Linked DNA regions of Mus musculus: regions 1, 2 and 3 are each linked to region 4. A link is a contact called in public HiChIP or PLAC-seq data. All regions are on one chromosome and are shown on one strand. Each heading gives the region's core, a stretch centred on a gene start, on an enhancer-like site or on the middle of the called end of the contact. The rest is flanking DNA. Distances are from core to core; before and after follow the strand shown. Region 1 holds the start of Coro6 (coronin 6). Region 2 holds the start of Gemin4 (gem nuclear organelle associated protein 4). Region 3 overlaps Myo18a (myosin XVIIIA). Region 4 holds the start of Cpd (carboxypeptidase D).

Region 1 (3,299 bases), core at 690-3,189, 620 kb before region 4:
GCACAGGTGAGACACCTCCCCGTTCCCCAGCCCAGCTTGGCAGCATCCACTAGTCTCCTACCATGACTGTGGTGTCATCTGAGGCACTGGCGATGACGTTGTCATTGTGTGGGCACCAGTCAATGTCCAGCACAGGGCCAGTGTGCCCAGTGACCAGTGGGTAGTTCTTATCCACTCGTCCTGTCTGGAGGGGTCAGAGAGGGTGATATGGGTTCACTGTCATTCGTGTGTGTGTGTGTGTGTGTGCACAAGCACCGCTGGGAACGGAACTCAGGGCCCAGCACTTGTTAAGTAAATGGTCAACCAATGAGCTGCATCCCAGGCCCTTGCTCTCCTGTATGTGGTTTTGAAGTGGGCAGTAGATTTGTTTACCTCTCAAATCTGTGTTATTAGTTTTCTCTTTGCAGACCTTTTTCAGAATTTAACCCCACCCCCACCCTCAGTCTACTCTTTGAACTTTGCTGGAGATGCACAGTGTGAATGCCTTTGTATTAGGAAGTCTGATTCAGAGAGACAGGCTGACCTAACAAAGTACCCACAGCAGGACACGGAACCCAGACTCAAGTTAAGGTCTCATTATGTTGATTAGCCTAGGCTGATCTTGCCTCGGTCTTCCCAGTGCTGGGCTCATGGGCGTGAACCCACATGCCCTGTGAGGAGGATGTGCTTGAACCTGTCCCCCAAGTTGGAGGACCTTTGGCAAGCCCCTGGAGAGAGAGGTCTGAGTGAGTGACTCTGACGGCAGTGGCTTAGCCCCTGGGGCAGACCTCTCCCTTGGTTTCACCTTGGAGTCATAGGCAGCACGCAGTCTTGGTGCTGAGTGTCCCTTACCAGGGGCTGGCACTCGTCTTTCTTTTTGTCTTCATGAGTAAGTTGTGGGAGCTCTGAAGACTCTGCAGGGGTTGGCATTGGCCCAAAGCACATAGTCTGGGAGAGAGGGTGACTAAATGCCATTGACATGGCAGTCACACTGGGGGAGGAGGTGGCTCGGGCTGAAATGTGAGCCCTTGGGATGCTGTCTCTGGATGGTGTCTGCATTGTCCAGCGTGAGTCATAGGCTATTGTCAGGCCTGTCCTGACCCCACCACTTGTGAGGTCTTCTTTAGCAAGGTATAGGGCTCAGTATCTAGGTCAAGGTTATGCTTTGGGGTATCTCTCCTGGGGTACAGATGGCTACGTGTCTGCAAAGGTGGCAGTCAGTGCCTGGCCCTTTCCCTCATGTGCAGGGGAGGGAAGGCTCTGACTATTGTAACTTCTCTTTTTAGTTTCATCCCACTCCCAGGATCAGAGTCTGAACACCTCTCTCTCTCTCTCTCTCTCTCTCTCTCTCTCTCTCTCTCTCTCTCTCTCTCTCTGTATCTCTGTCTCTCTCTGTTTCTGTGTGTGTCTGTGTGTCTCTCTCCATCTCTCTGACTCTGCCTTTCTCTGACACTAGGTAAAGATAAGGTTAGAGTCTGACTGGACCTTGGTCTGCTGTATCCCAACCATCTCCATCACTAACACCCATCTTGGTTTCTGCTAGGAACACAGTGCTCTGTGGCCTAGAGATCGGGCGCACAGGTCACGCTGATGTTGCTGTTCTCCACCATTCTTTGTGGGTTTGGCAAAGACAGAGTACCCAGTCCACACAGACTGCCCTTCTGGAGGCCTGGACTTCAGTGAGAAAAGGCTAGTGTGGGATATATCCCAGAGACCCTAGCCAGTGCCCTCCCAATTGCTTTCTTCCCCTCACCCCTCACCTTGGCCAGAGGCAGGACAATGAAGGCACCTCCACCTCCAGCCTCCACAATAATGGCTAGAAATTTGGGGTTGACGGCACAGAAGGCGCTGTCCCATGTGACCTTGGATACCCGGATGTCCTCATAGGCCTGGTCAGCCTTTGCTGCCTGACCAAACACGTGGCGGAACTTGCTCTGCCGAACAACACGCCGGCTCATGGCTGGGGCAAAGATAGGGAGTATCAGAGTCTAGAGGCACGTTGGTCCTTAATCCTGCGAGCTGTGGAAGGGAGGAGTGAGTGAGTAGGATTATCTGGCCAGGATCTTCAAAGTGACCAAAGTTGGAGGCTGGTTTTTGACATCTGTCTCATGTTGTTTAATATGAGGGACAAGGATGGGGAATCTCACCGCTTCTTAGACACACAGGCTAGCCGGGATAGCAGAGGCTGACACAGGGCTGAAACTTCCTCCAAGACCTAATGTTTTGAGGAGGAATATCAGGGGGTCCCCTCATGCTGCTAGTCATGTATGAGACCTCTTTGCAAGTGTTTGTCTCTCTGAAAGGCTCCCCACCCAACACCTTCTCTTTTAGTCAGTGGACCGTAGCTCAAGGCTAGGTAGGACTGCAGCCCTCAAGATCCCATATTCACATCGCTGAGTTCAAGCCGGTGTGTCTTTTTCTACAGCTTGGCCAAGAGAAGAGGTCCTTTTGTTAGCCCTGCTTCCTACTCTTTTTAAAAGATTCCTCCGGTGGTGTGGGGTATGTGGGAGTAGGGCGATCTTCCTTCTGTCTATTTCCCCATGCACTGATTTCTCCGGATGGGGTGGGGTGGGGGAGTCCTGGCTATGGTCATCTGACACAAATATCATACTTTGGTCCAGCCTCTTGGGTGCGATGCCTGGGCTGGCTAGTCCGTTCTCTTGAGGGTGGGGGCCCTCGACCCCACCTGCAAGGACCAGATGTGCAACCAGGGAGGAGGTGAGGTCCTCTTTCTGGTTCTACGACTTCGGCTTCTGGAGCTAGGAGCTTAGCAATGCTTGCTACTTTTCCCAAGGGGACACAGCAGGTTCTCCCAAAGGCCAACTGCTTCCTGCCCCTCCCCTGCCCGGGCATCCTTGTGCCCTTCAAACCACTTCTGTAGCCCCAGGCCTGAAGGCCGGCCTACTCGCCCCCTCCTCCAGCCTCCTGCCCCGGCAGTGCGTTCCTGTGAGACTAGGTGTCTCCTCGCCAGCCGCTGTCCGGCCAAATATAGACACCAAGTCCGCCCTGACGAACTGAATTTAGCGGCGGGGGGGGGGGGGGGCGCAGACCTCTGCCCCCTCCAGAGACCCCGCCCGCGCCGTTGGCTGCGGTGGCGGAGGCAGGGAGGGGGGTACCTGGTCCTAAGCCGGGCGGGGGTGCTCACGCTGCGACTCCTCTGCGGAGCGGGCCGGGGTATGCGAAGGGCCGAGGAGGCGGCGTCCGTGCGTCCGGGCCAGGGTGTTCCGGCCGCTGCCTGCGGCTCTCGGCTGCGGGCTCCGCTGCAGTCCCAGCTGCTGCTGCCATCAACCTGAGGGGGCGGGGCCGGACGGGGGCAGGGC
Region 2 (3,059 bases), core at 245-2,744, 630 kb after region 4:
ATGACCCACTTCACCATGTCACTCAAAGTTTGAGTTCCATCAAAATCCTAACTTCTCTGGACCTGTGTTCTAGGTGAGGGCTTTTCTATTTGTCTTTAGCTCTTTAGAAGGCAGAGCCCCTTTCTCCTCTGTACTGTTGGGTTCTTGGTGTGTTGATAACCCCTGATAATACAGATCCAAGCCCCCACCCCTGGTTATTTTAATAGCATGATTCACCCCACCTCTTTGCTCTTCTGCCAAATATCCACACACATTGTGGAACTGGGAAGACTATTAATGCCAGTCAGACCACAGAAAGGCAGATTAATGGAGTTTCACCCAGCAGAGAGAGGCTTCTACACATCTAAATACTTCTCCAGGACCCTCAAAGTTTCTCTTTTGCCACAGACTCCACTCTCATGCAGTTTGAATGATTTATTGGTGTTTCTGCTAACGCTGCTACCCTTTCAGTGTGTTTCAGCCATCAGGAATCTTAAACCCGTCCCCTACCAGTGGAGCCATGCTACTTCCTTGTGTCTGCCAAAATGCTCTTAGCATGGCTCCTTTTTCTTCAGCTCTTCCACTTTAGCAATGTAGATCCTCATGGCATCCATCTTGGACATCCCTTTGTTTACCATCCAGGCCTCATATTTGGCCTTTGCTCTCACATCTGTGGCAGGAGGGACAGGGATGTTACAGTCGCCCTGGGTGGCCTGTTTGTAAAAGCTGTACACCAGCAGTTTCTCCTGATCACTCACAGGCCCCTTCAGCTGCTTGAGTGAAGCACAGGCCATTTCAAACTCCACTTGGCTCATTGGTATACCAGAGGCAATGCTTCTGTTTTTAAGTGATGCGGGGTACTAGAAGAAAGTTGGAAATAAGCAAACCATGTTATTGTTAGGCCTTGGAAAGAAGGGGTAAAGAGATAATGTGTGGGATGAACACGGGGCGTTTGTGTGTTTAATAACGTACAAATCGAGGACCAGGAATCCATTCAATTGCTCCTGCCCCGCAGAGCTTTTTCCAGTGTGACTGCCCTTCAAAGTTATAAAAGCACCTATGAGCTCTGAAAGTTGACTCTGCTGTTGCCTATAGGAGATAGTGCAGCATGAAAAGCAAGCATATAGGGAGTTTTGTGTGTCTTGGGGGGGGGGGGGATGAATCCCGTGGATCCGCTGCTGGTTAGTACACAGCTGAAGGAAAGTTATTCCATGTGGGTGAATCCGGGGCGAGAGCTGCCCGGGGTTCCTGAGTGAGGGTGAATGAGGGGTCTGGACTAAGGGGTTCGACCTCCTTGCCTGAAGGGGTCAGGTTCCACATGGAGACAGCCAACAGTACCTGTGGTTAAGAAGGCTGGGAAGCCTAGGCCGAGAGGGGGCGCTGTGGCTAGGGTGGCTTCGACGCTGCGAGCTTGTTGGAGAGGAGTACGCGTGCGCCTTGAACGGCAGCGGCTAGCAGACTACAGCACGGAAGCGGAGAAGCGCTGTGGGCGGAGCCTGTGACGCGCCTGTAGCGCCGCCCTTTGTGCCGTGGCGCGGGCAACGCGTTCGCGGCCTTGGACTAGGAGGGGCGGTCTAGCCCGCCGCCAGCGTCGCCGCCATGGACCTAGGTGGGTTCCCACTTCCCTACTCCGGCCCCTGGGCCGCACCCCCCCAAAGCACCTCCTGGGCAGGCTGAGGCTCTGCACTGCTCCTACGGTGCTCGGGAGGCTGGGGGCTTGAGGAGTTTTGGGGGACCCGCAGTCGCGAGGCCGGCCTCCATCCTGTAGCCCCACCACATGACGGTCTCCTAGAGTCCTCCTCCGTCCTTCGTAGTGTCTTCCCAGTGGGAAACCGGGAGCGAATATAGCCTTGATTCTCCTGGAAATGCTCAGGGCTACTGCACGTGTTTCGGAAATGCCGGGCTGGGAGGGACGGACGTCCGGAGAGTTCTTCGTTATTAAATGACTGCCGAGTTAGTGAACATGTTTCTTATTAGGTCGCCTAGTGCATAAAGCAAAAATACTGATACTGTCTTTCTCCCAGAGGCTTGGCGTTTTCTTTGCGACCACGTGCATAACAGGACCCCATTCGTTGACTCACGCAAAGCGACCACCCCACCCCCACCCCTCTCTTGTGAGCAGGAGTTGCGCAGCCTGAGATTTCACTTTTTGAATCCGAATTCGAGTGCTGCTTGGTTTGGAGTATCCTCCTAGGCGAGGTCTGGAAGTAAGGCGGAGTTGATAGAAATCTGTGGCCATCTGCCAACCCTCTCCACCCTGCTAGGTGTGCTCTTTAGAGGGTAAGACTAGGAGGCCGTCCTGGGAAGTACTCCAAGATTTGCAAATAATACGCTGTGGAGAAATGTCTTTGTCCCTAGCCAGCTCTTTAGTGTGGAATGGTAGTTTCGTGCCCTGCAGCTGTGAAGAGTGCTGCCAAGGCTTGACTCCCTAGTTGAGACACCTTGCAAAGTTGTGCCTGGGCCTCTAGCTTCCCATCTCCAAAACAGGAGTTATAATCCTCAAGAAGTTAGTTTGACGATTACATGATTTTTATAGGTGTCAAGCTGGGTGTGGTAGCTTATGTCTAACTAGCACTCTGGAAGCAGAGGCAGGAGGATCTCAAAATTCTAGGCCGACCTGGTCTGTATAGTTTCAAGCCAGTTCCAGCTATATAACAAGAGCCTATCTCAGAAAAAAATACAAGTATGCCACCCAGCACAGTGCCTACCAAAGTAACCAGTCACTTCCTAGCACCAGCTACTGATTTAAAAAAAAAAAAAAAAAAAAAAGCCTTTGAGTTTCCCCTGGCTATGAGCTGAGTCTGGGACTTTTCTCAAGCCACATGTACACAGTCTCTGAAAGGCACATGTTTGGCCGCAGACATTTGCTCTGCTAAGCCGATGTCTAATGCAATAAAATGTCATTTACAGTTATAAGGAAATGTGTTCGGGGGCCGGCAGACCAACCTGAGACAGAAAGAACCCTGGATTGCCTTCAGGTCTGGGTTTTGTGGGAGTGCTGAGCCTTGATTTGGGGTGGGCAGGCAGTGACAGTAAATGGTTAGTGGCCAGGAGATTTTTTAGTTGCCTGGTGTCAGTAA
Region 3 (2,895 bases), core at 83-2,582, 940 kb before region 4:
CTTCCTCTCCCATCCTGGGGGAGCCACACCCTAACCTGCCAAGGCAGCTGTTTCAGCCCTTCCGGAAGCTTCCTCAGCTACCCTTCTTCTACCCTGTCCATCCAGTCGCACTGAAGACTGGCTGTTGCCGCCTGCTGTTCACTTCCTCCAGCTGACTCTCTGAGAGTCACAGTCACGCCCGTCTCAGGATAAGACTGCCACCCCTAGCTTCCCCTTCCTTCCCGGCAGGAAAACAGGGGATGAAGAGGTTTCTAGGCTTGGGGACCTCAGAGGGCTGAGGTCTGCCATGGGTTTACAAGTGAAGTTGATGGCCTCACCTGTCATTTTTTTCTCATGCTGTTTCCCACGCCTTATCGGTTCAGGGGAATCTTATCTAGATCCAGTAATCACCACTAGGTGGTACATCTGCCCCCATGCCCACACTGGACTGGGCACCATAGAGAAGCCAGAGTCTACACAAATCGAAGGGAAGCTGAGTTAGCAGGGCAGACAGCCACACCCTGATGCTGAGGGGCCTCTGGCGTGAGAATAAGGGACTCACAGTGAGCCGGGTCTAAGGAAATCGTCCCCCAACCGAACTCCAACCAACTGAAAAATAAGCTGTGCTGACAACGTCCTCTGTAGTTAACAGATCCTAGGCTGCTGCCAACCACCATCCGGGAGCTGGAAGTGCCTGTCCCCCTGAAACTGCACAGCAGGGGGCAGGGAAACCATGAAAATGGCACTCCTCCACAGAGCCTGTCTGACACAGTAGGTGCCCACAGACTTTCCTGATGCCTAGGGCACTTCCCTACCACAGGATTGACAATGGAGGCGCCAGATGTCTTGTCCTGGCAGCAGGGTGCCCCTACTTCAACTGGGTCACGCATCCCCATCCCCTCGCTACCCCCACCAAACTGACTTCCACTCCCGGCTTCACTGGGAGACTCTAGCTGCTTGGTGTAGTGGGGTGGCGGGAACCCTGCTGGCAGGCCCAGCACATGCTTGTGGTTTCTGGGAAACGCTGTAGAGATTTGCAGCATTTTTAAAATACTTGTGTTTCCACCCCGCCACACACACACACACACACACACACTCCTTCACCCCACTCCCCAGCCACCCCAGTCAGGGTGCTTGCCTATCTGGTATTTTCCAGAACCATTTCAATGTAAATAAGAGATTAGCCGGAAGCAGAGGGCAGTGTCCTAGGTGGCTCAAGGCAAGCTACTCTTAAGACCCTGCCCCCATGCCAAGCTGTGCCTACAAAAACAGCCATTGACCAGGGCATGTACCCACACCTCGGTCAATGTGGCCTAGGCACTGTGCCCACCACCCACGGGCAGGGCGGCCAGAGCACTCTGGAATTGCTGTTCATCACAGGACAGAGAAGAGAGACCTGGCAGAACAGAACTAGCTTGGCTCACTGCTCAGGAACCCTAGAAATCCCGGACAGTGCACCCTCATGTGCCCCCAGGACCTTCCACCTAGCACTTCCTGCACTTCTGACACTTGCCAAAACAAAACAAAACTGGGATGAAGAGATGGCTCAGTGGTTAAGAGCACTCACTGCTCTTCCCAAGGCCCTGAGTTCAAATCCCAGCAACCACATGGTGGCTCACAATTATCTGACACCCTCTTCTGGAGTGTCTGAAGACAGCTACAGTATACTTACATATAATAAATAAATCAAAACAAAACTTAGTTTGGGCTCTCATGAGGTAAGACTCTGATGCCAGAGGTTTCTAAAGCTTTGGCATAAAATAATTTTTTTTTTGTTTTAAGCAAACAAACAAACAAAACCCTTAAAACTCCTGTGAGAATCATTTGGAAAAATATTAAGAACAGAAGCACTATCGAACTCCAAACCCAAGTAGCACCTGGCAGCTCTGCCCCCATCCCAGCCCAGGGCTCAGCATGGACCAGGCTAACCTGGAAGCTAGCTAGCTACACAACCTTATCTCCTGGCACCCTGCAGGTCCCACTCCTGATGGCACCTGGAACCTTGTTGACAAAGCAAATGTGTGTGGGTCATAACATTTCCACCCAGGAGTCTGGAAATTCCACAATGGCCAAAGGGATTCTGGTGCTCCTGCCAGATGACGGCAACCCTGACCAGCCAGTCTCTCCCTAGACTCCTCTACAGAAACCTGGATAAGGATTGGAAACACCCAGAATGACTTTTCTCCCTTCAATTTTTGTTTGATATTTATTCATTTATTTACTTCAGGACTTGGACAACACCCAGGACTTCCCTACATGCTGAGCTGTAACCCCAGCGCCTGAGGCTATCTTAAAGAGAAAGTTTAGGTAAGAGCCTGAGAATCATCATGGAAAACCGCACGGGGGAGTGGGAGGAAGCGCCATCCTTGCATGGCTTCACAACTAGGCAGGGGGAAGATACTAACTTCCCCGAGACCAGCTCACCTGCTACATAACCATGCTTGTCTTCTATGGAGACCCACAGAGGACAGCACTGGCTAACCTGCTAGTCCCCTGTGCTTTCTTTCCCAGAGAGACCTAGAGGAAAGTCGCTGGTCTTTACTACTGTTTATCCAATCTAATCTGGGAGGAGTTATCTAGTCTAATCTCTGGGAGGAGAGGATAGATATAGTTTTCTAGAATCAAGGGTCACTTCCACTAAGGTGATCTCTACTGATTGTCACCTTTCCTAGGGTCAGACCTAGCCATTTCCTCTTTCCCAGCCTTCAGTGCTTGTGCTCAGTCCTATGCAGAAGCAGTATGGTGCTTGGTGGTACATCCGCACCTAGGTCTGTGCTTCCACACGGAAAGGTCGTCTTACTTAACCCCTCTCGGCCAGCTCTACGCCTGGCCCTTAAGCAAACCTCACTGTTTATTGGAGGAATGAGTAAGTGGAGGCTCAGAGAAGTTTGGAAACTGGCAAAACCCAAGTCTGCG
Region 4 (3,387 bases), core at 237-2,736:
TGGCTCTTTATTGATACCTCTGTGATCCCCTTCACCAGTAACCTGAACCTACAAACAATTCTAGAACACCTAGGCTCTGCTCGTAAACTTTCCAACCTCCCGTGCATGCTCCTCCTTCTATCCAGAATTCTTCACTCCCATCTTGGCTTCTTCCCTAGCTTCTTGGTTGCCTTCTCCTCAGACTGAATGAGGTTTTCCTCAGGAATGTCCCCACAGATGTATTGCATTGTTCATCCCTGCATTGGATCTCTAACTATGCAAGCAATGCCTTGCTTCCCAGCTTCTAGCTTTGACAGACACCAATTACTCAATAAATACTCAGTAATCAGTGAATTCCACGGGCTCTATGAAGATTCAATTAGAGTTCAGAAACTCGAACCATCCAGCACCGAAAGAAGGGAATGATAATGGTTATCACAATTATGTCATTAGATGGGTTAGAATTTCACGCTTGATAAAAGGATTGCCAAACTTCAAATTTCTTCAAGCTAACGTGATTAAACTTTACTTGGAAGGTTAGGTTTTTCTGGACTTACCCAAATACCTTGGGGGAAGTACACTTGCCAAGCAGGTATTTCTAGACATGGCAAATCTATCTCTTAAAGACAGCATTCCAAAACTATAGCTATGGCTGTATAGAGGTGATCTAGATGCTCCTACTCAAAAGAAGTGTGAGAGGAGGGTAAGGTCACTAAAAAACGATATCTCCTCAGTGAGAGCAGAGACCAGCACACAAAGAAGATAGTTACAATCCAACACTTTTGAATGGCCAATTAAGACCACATTAAGACAGAGGGCGCCTACTATGGAAGTTTCCACTTAATAAAGGAGATACCTAGTCACGCGACAAATCAAAAATAGAATTGATTGCTTTATGAGGTGTCTCATTCTCTTCAACTGCATGTAGGCAGATGGGCTCAAGCCCAGGCAGAACCGATCAAGGGGGATGGGGGGGGGGCGGGGAGGAAGGTGCAAAGGAGATGGGACTAAGGAGGTCTTTGATTCTCCAAGGAGATTAAGATTCTTTCTAACTTCCTGATTTTCTCAAGAGTCCTTTAATCTTTGGAACCTTTCGATTCTTTTGATTACTGACTCTAAAGCATTAAAGCGTAGCTAAGAAATGCTGCAACGAAGAAGGGGGCTAGTAAAAGCTCTCAGAGAATTTCAGAGGAGAAGCCATAAAGAAGAGACTGAGCAAAAAACAAAACAAAACAAAACAAAACAAAACAAAACGAGAGAAGTAGAAGAGGAAATAGGGAGGCGGGAAGACAGAGGGTAGAACCTTAGTGGAGGAAAGGAAAGCGACTAAAGTCCCTAAGGACTGGAGTGGAGACACGCCCAGAGGGAAAATCGTCCGCTTTAAGGAAAGCCCCGCCCCCTAGAGTGACACCCAAGCATTCAAGGCTACGATTGGCTAAGGCTGGAAGGCGGGATGGGGTTGCTAGGCGCGGAGGGGATCCGGCGGGCTGCCGCCTCCCGGAGTGTGGAGCCGCTGGAGCGGAGCGGTATTAGCGGCGTTGCTGGAAGATGGCGAGCGGCCGGGATGAGCGGCCGCCCTGGCGGCTGGGACGCCTGCGTCTGCTGCCGCCGCCACCGCTGCTGCTGCTGCTGCTGCTACTGAGGAGCTCGGCCCAGGCGGCGCACATCAAGAAGGCTGAGGCGACCACGACAACCGTTGGCGGCTCCGAGGCGGCCGAGGGCCAGTTTGACCACTACTACCACGAAGCGGCGCTGGGCGAGGCGCTGGAAGCGGCGGCGGCCGCGGGGCCACCCGGCCTGGCGCGTCTCTTCAGCATCGGCAGCTCGGTGGAGGGCCGGCCGCTGTGGGTGCTGCGCCTCACAGCGGGCCTGGGGCCGCCGCCCACCGCCGCCGCGGGGCTGGACGCCGCGGGGCCGCTGCTGCCCGGCCGGCCGCAGGTGAAGCTGGTGGGTAACATGCACGGCGACGAGACGGTGTCACGCCAGGTGTTGGTCTACCTGGCCCGCGAGCTGGCGTCGGGCTACCGCCGCGGGGACCCGCGCCTGGTCCGCCTGCTCAACACCACCGACGTGTATTTGCTGCCCAGCCTGAACCCGGATGGCTTCGAACGTGCCCGCGAGGGTGACTGCGGCCTCGGCGACAGCGGCCCGCCTGGGACCAGCGGCCGTGACAACAGCCGAGGCCGCGACCTCAACCGCAGCTTCCCTGACCAGTTCAGCACCGGCGAGCCACCTTCCCTGGATGAGGTGCCGGAGGTGCGCGCCCTCATCGACTGGATCCGCAGGAACAAGTAAGCGTTGCCTGACTGCTTTCGGTCCCACGTGAGCCTTCGAGGCCAGGAGGCTTATTTTGACAGCCAGCAGGCGCCCAAACAGTGCTTGCCAGCCTAAGGGGTCGGGGGCAGTCGGTGTGGAGAGTGACACCCAGTAACTGGAACGGAGGCCAGGTTGCAGTACCTCTTCCTCTTGCTAACTGTAAAGAAGCCTGCTTGTGGCTGTCATTTGTGCAGGGCAAGCCGGGGGGCTTTTTCCCCCCTCCCATTCTATCCCTATTTTTGAAAGACCATCGTATATGAGCAACGGGTACGGATTTTAAGGATTCCTAAGTTAGCACCTTCATTATGTATGTAGCTAAGCTTGTCACTAGAAGCACTGTGGCAAGCACTTTCTGCGACTGCATTATGTCACTCGATGTTGACCACAACCGGGCGACCTAGACACCACTCATATCCTCTAGACACCACTGGTACTCTTGTTTTGCATACGGGGAAATTGAAGGGCAGACTGGTTGACTAACATCGGGGAATCTAAGCCTGGTTACTCAGTGCTCCACTGCCAGGGAGACAGAATGTAGTTCAGAAATAGCAAACGACACCCCCAGTCACTTCCTCTGCTACTGGATAGAAACCCATTCTCCTGCCTTTACTTCTGATTTTGCTTAGGGGAGTATGGAATAAGGGGAAACCCCCACAGATCAGAACTGCTTCATTTCTGATGCCAGCTGTACTCTTTCTTACTGCGGTAGTACAGCCAGACATTGACATCGGTAACATTTAAGCACCCTGTGGGGTTTTATATTTTTGGTTGTGAGCCTAGCCTTTAACGGGCTGAGCCAGCTCTCCAGCCCGCGTGGGGTTTTAAAAGGTAAAAAGTAGAAGTATGAGGACCTTCAAAACCTAGTATGTAACAAGAGCTGTTATAACTACATATGAGAGGTTTACTCAGTTAAAACTTGACAGAAACTGTGCCCCATGACAAAATGTGCATGAGCTGCAAACATATCTCTTGGAGAGGGGCTATGATCTAACTCTTCAGAGATGAATAGTAAGAGGAAGGAGGAATGGAGGAAGATGGTACTTACTCCAGATAGAGTCTTCTTGTCTGAAGTAAACCTGTACCTCTTTCCTT

The links. HiChIP or PLAC-seq counts read pairs in DNA pulled down with a chosen protein or histone mark.
Region 1: an H3K4me3 HiChIP or PLAC-seq map of embryonic forebrain shows a contact between it and region 4, with 2.2 times the contacts expected there. The contact joins the promoter of Coro6 here to the promoter of Cpd in region 4. A contact is called at or near these places in 1 of 39 promoter capture datasets (embryonic stem cells), 3 of 115 datasets of contacts at active chromatin or transcription factors (the 230-238 cell line, embryonic forebrain and pancreatic cancer cells) and 2 of 9 other capture datasets (embryonic stem cells and macrophages).
Region 2: a FOXA1 HiChIP or PLAC-seq map of pancreatic cancer cells shows a contact between it and region 4. The contact joins the promoter of Gemin4 here to the promoter of Cpd in region 4. A contact is called at or near these places in 2 of 39 promoter capture datasets (liver and stem cell-derived epiblast-like cells), 1 of 484 Hi-C or Micro-C datasets (embryonic stem cells), 1 of 115 datasets of contacts at active chromatin or transcription factors (pancreatic cancer cells) and 1 of 9 other capture datasets (adipose tissue).
Region 3: a contact with region 4 is called in an HNF4G HiChIP or PLAC-seq map of pancreatic cancer cells. The contact joins the enhancer-like site here to the promoter of Cpd in region 4. A contact is called at or near these places in 2 of 39 promoter capture datasets (hippocampal neurons and pre-B cells) and 2 of 115 datasets of contacts at active chromatin or transcription factors (astrocytes and pancreatic cancer cells).

What each region holds. Positions count from the first base shown.
Region 1 is chr11:77,462,551-77,465,849 of GRCm38.p6, reverse strand. It overlaps Coro6 (coronin 6), which reads right to left and starts at 1,939. Exons shown (of 10, transcript NM_139128.2): 1 at 1,740-1,939; 2 at 62-184. The coding sequence starts at 1,937.
Region 2 is chr11:76,216,007-76,219,065 of GRCm38.p6, reverse strand. It overlaps Gemin4 (gem nuclear organelle associated protein 4), which reads left to right and starts at 1,494. Exons shown (of 2, transcript NM_177367.3): 1 at 1,494-1,588. The coding sequence starts at 1,579. Dbil5 (diazepam binding inhibitor-like 5) reads right to left here and starts at 1,453. Exons shown (of 2, transcript NM_021294.2): 1 at 1,318-1,453; 2 at 401-839. The coding sequence starts at 794. The coding sequence ends at 531.
Region 3 is chr11:77,781,693-77,784,587 of GRCm38.p6, reverse strand. All of the region lies in intron 1 of Myo18a (myosin XVIIIA), which reads right to left. Among named protein-coding and RNA genes, the nearest start is that of Gm10277, 5.5 kb to the left of the region's middle. Within about 2 kb of position 1,332, at least 162 of the 459 cell types and tissues checked have an H3K27ac peak or open chromatin away from gene starts, as enhancers often do. A contact at or near this core is called in astrocytes and pancreatic cancer cells, where this site is marked.
Region 4 is chr11:76,845,107-76,848,493 of GRCm38.p6, reverse strand. It overlaps Cpd (carboxypeptidase D), which reads left to right and starts at 1,486. Exons shown (of 21, transcript NM_007754.2): 1 at 1,486-2,270. The coding sequence starts at 1,528.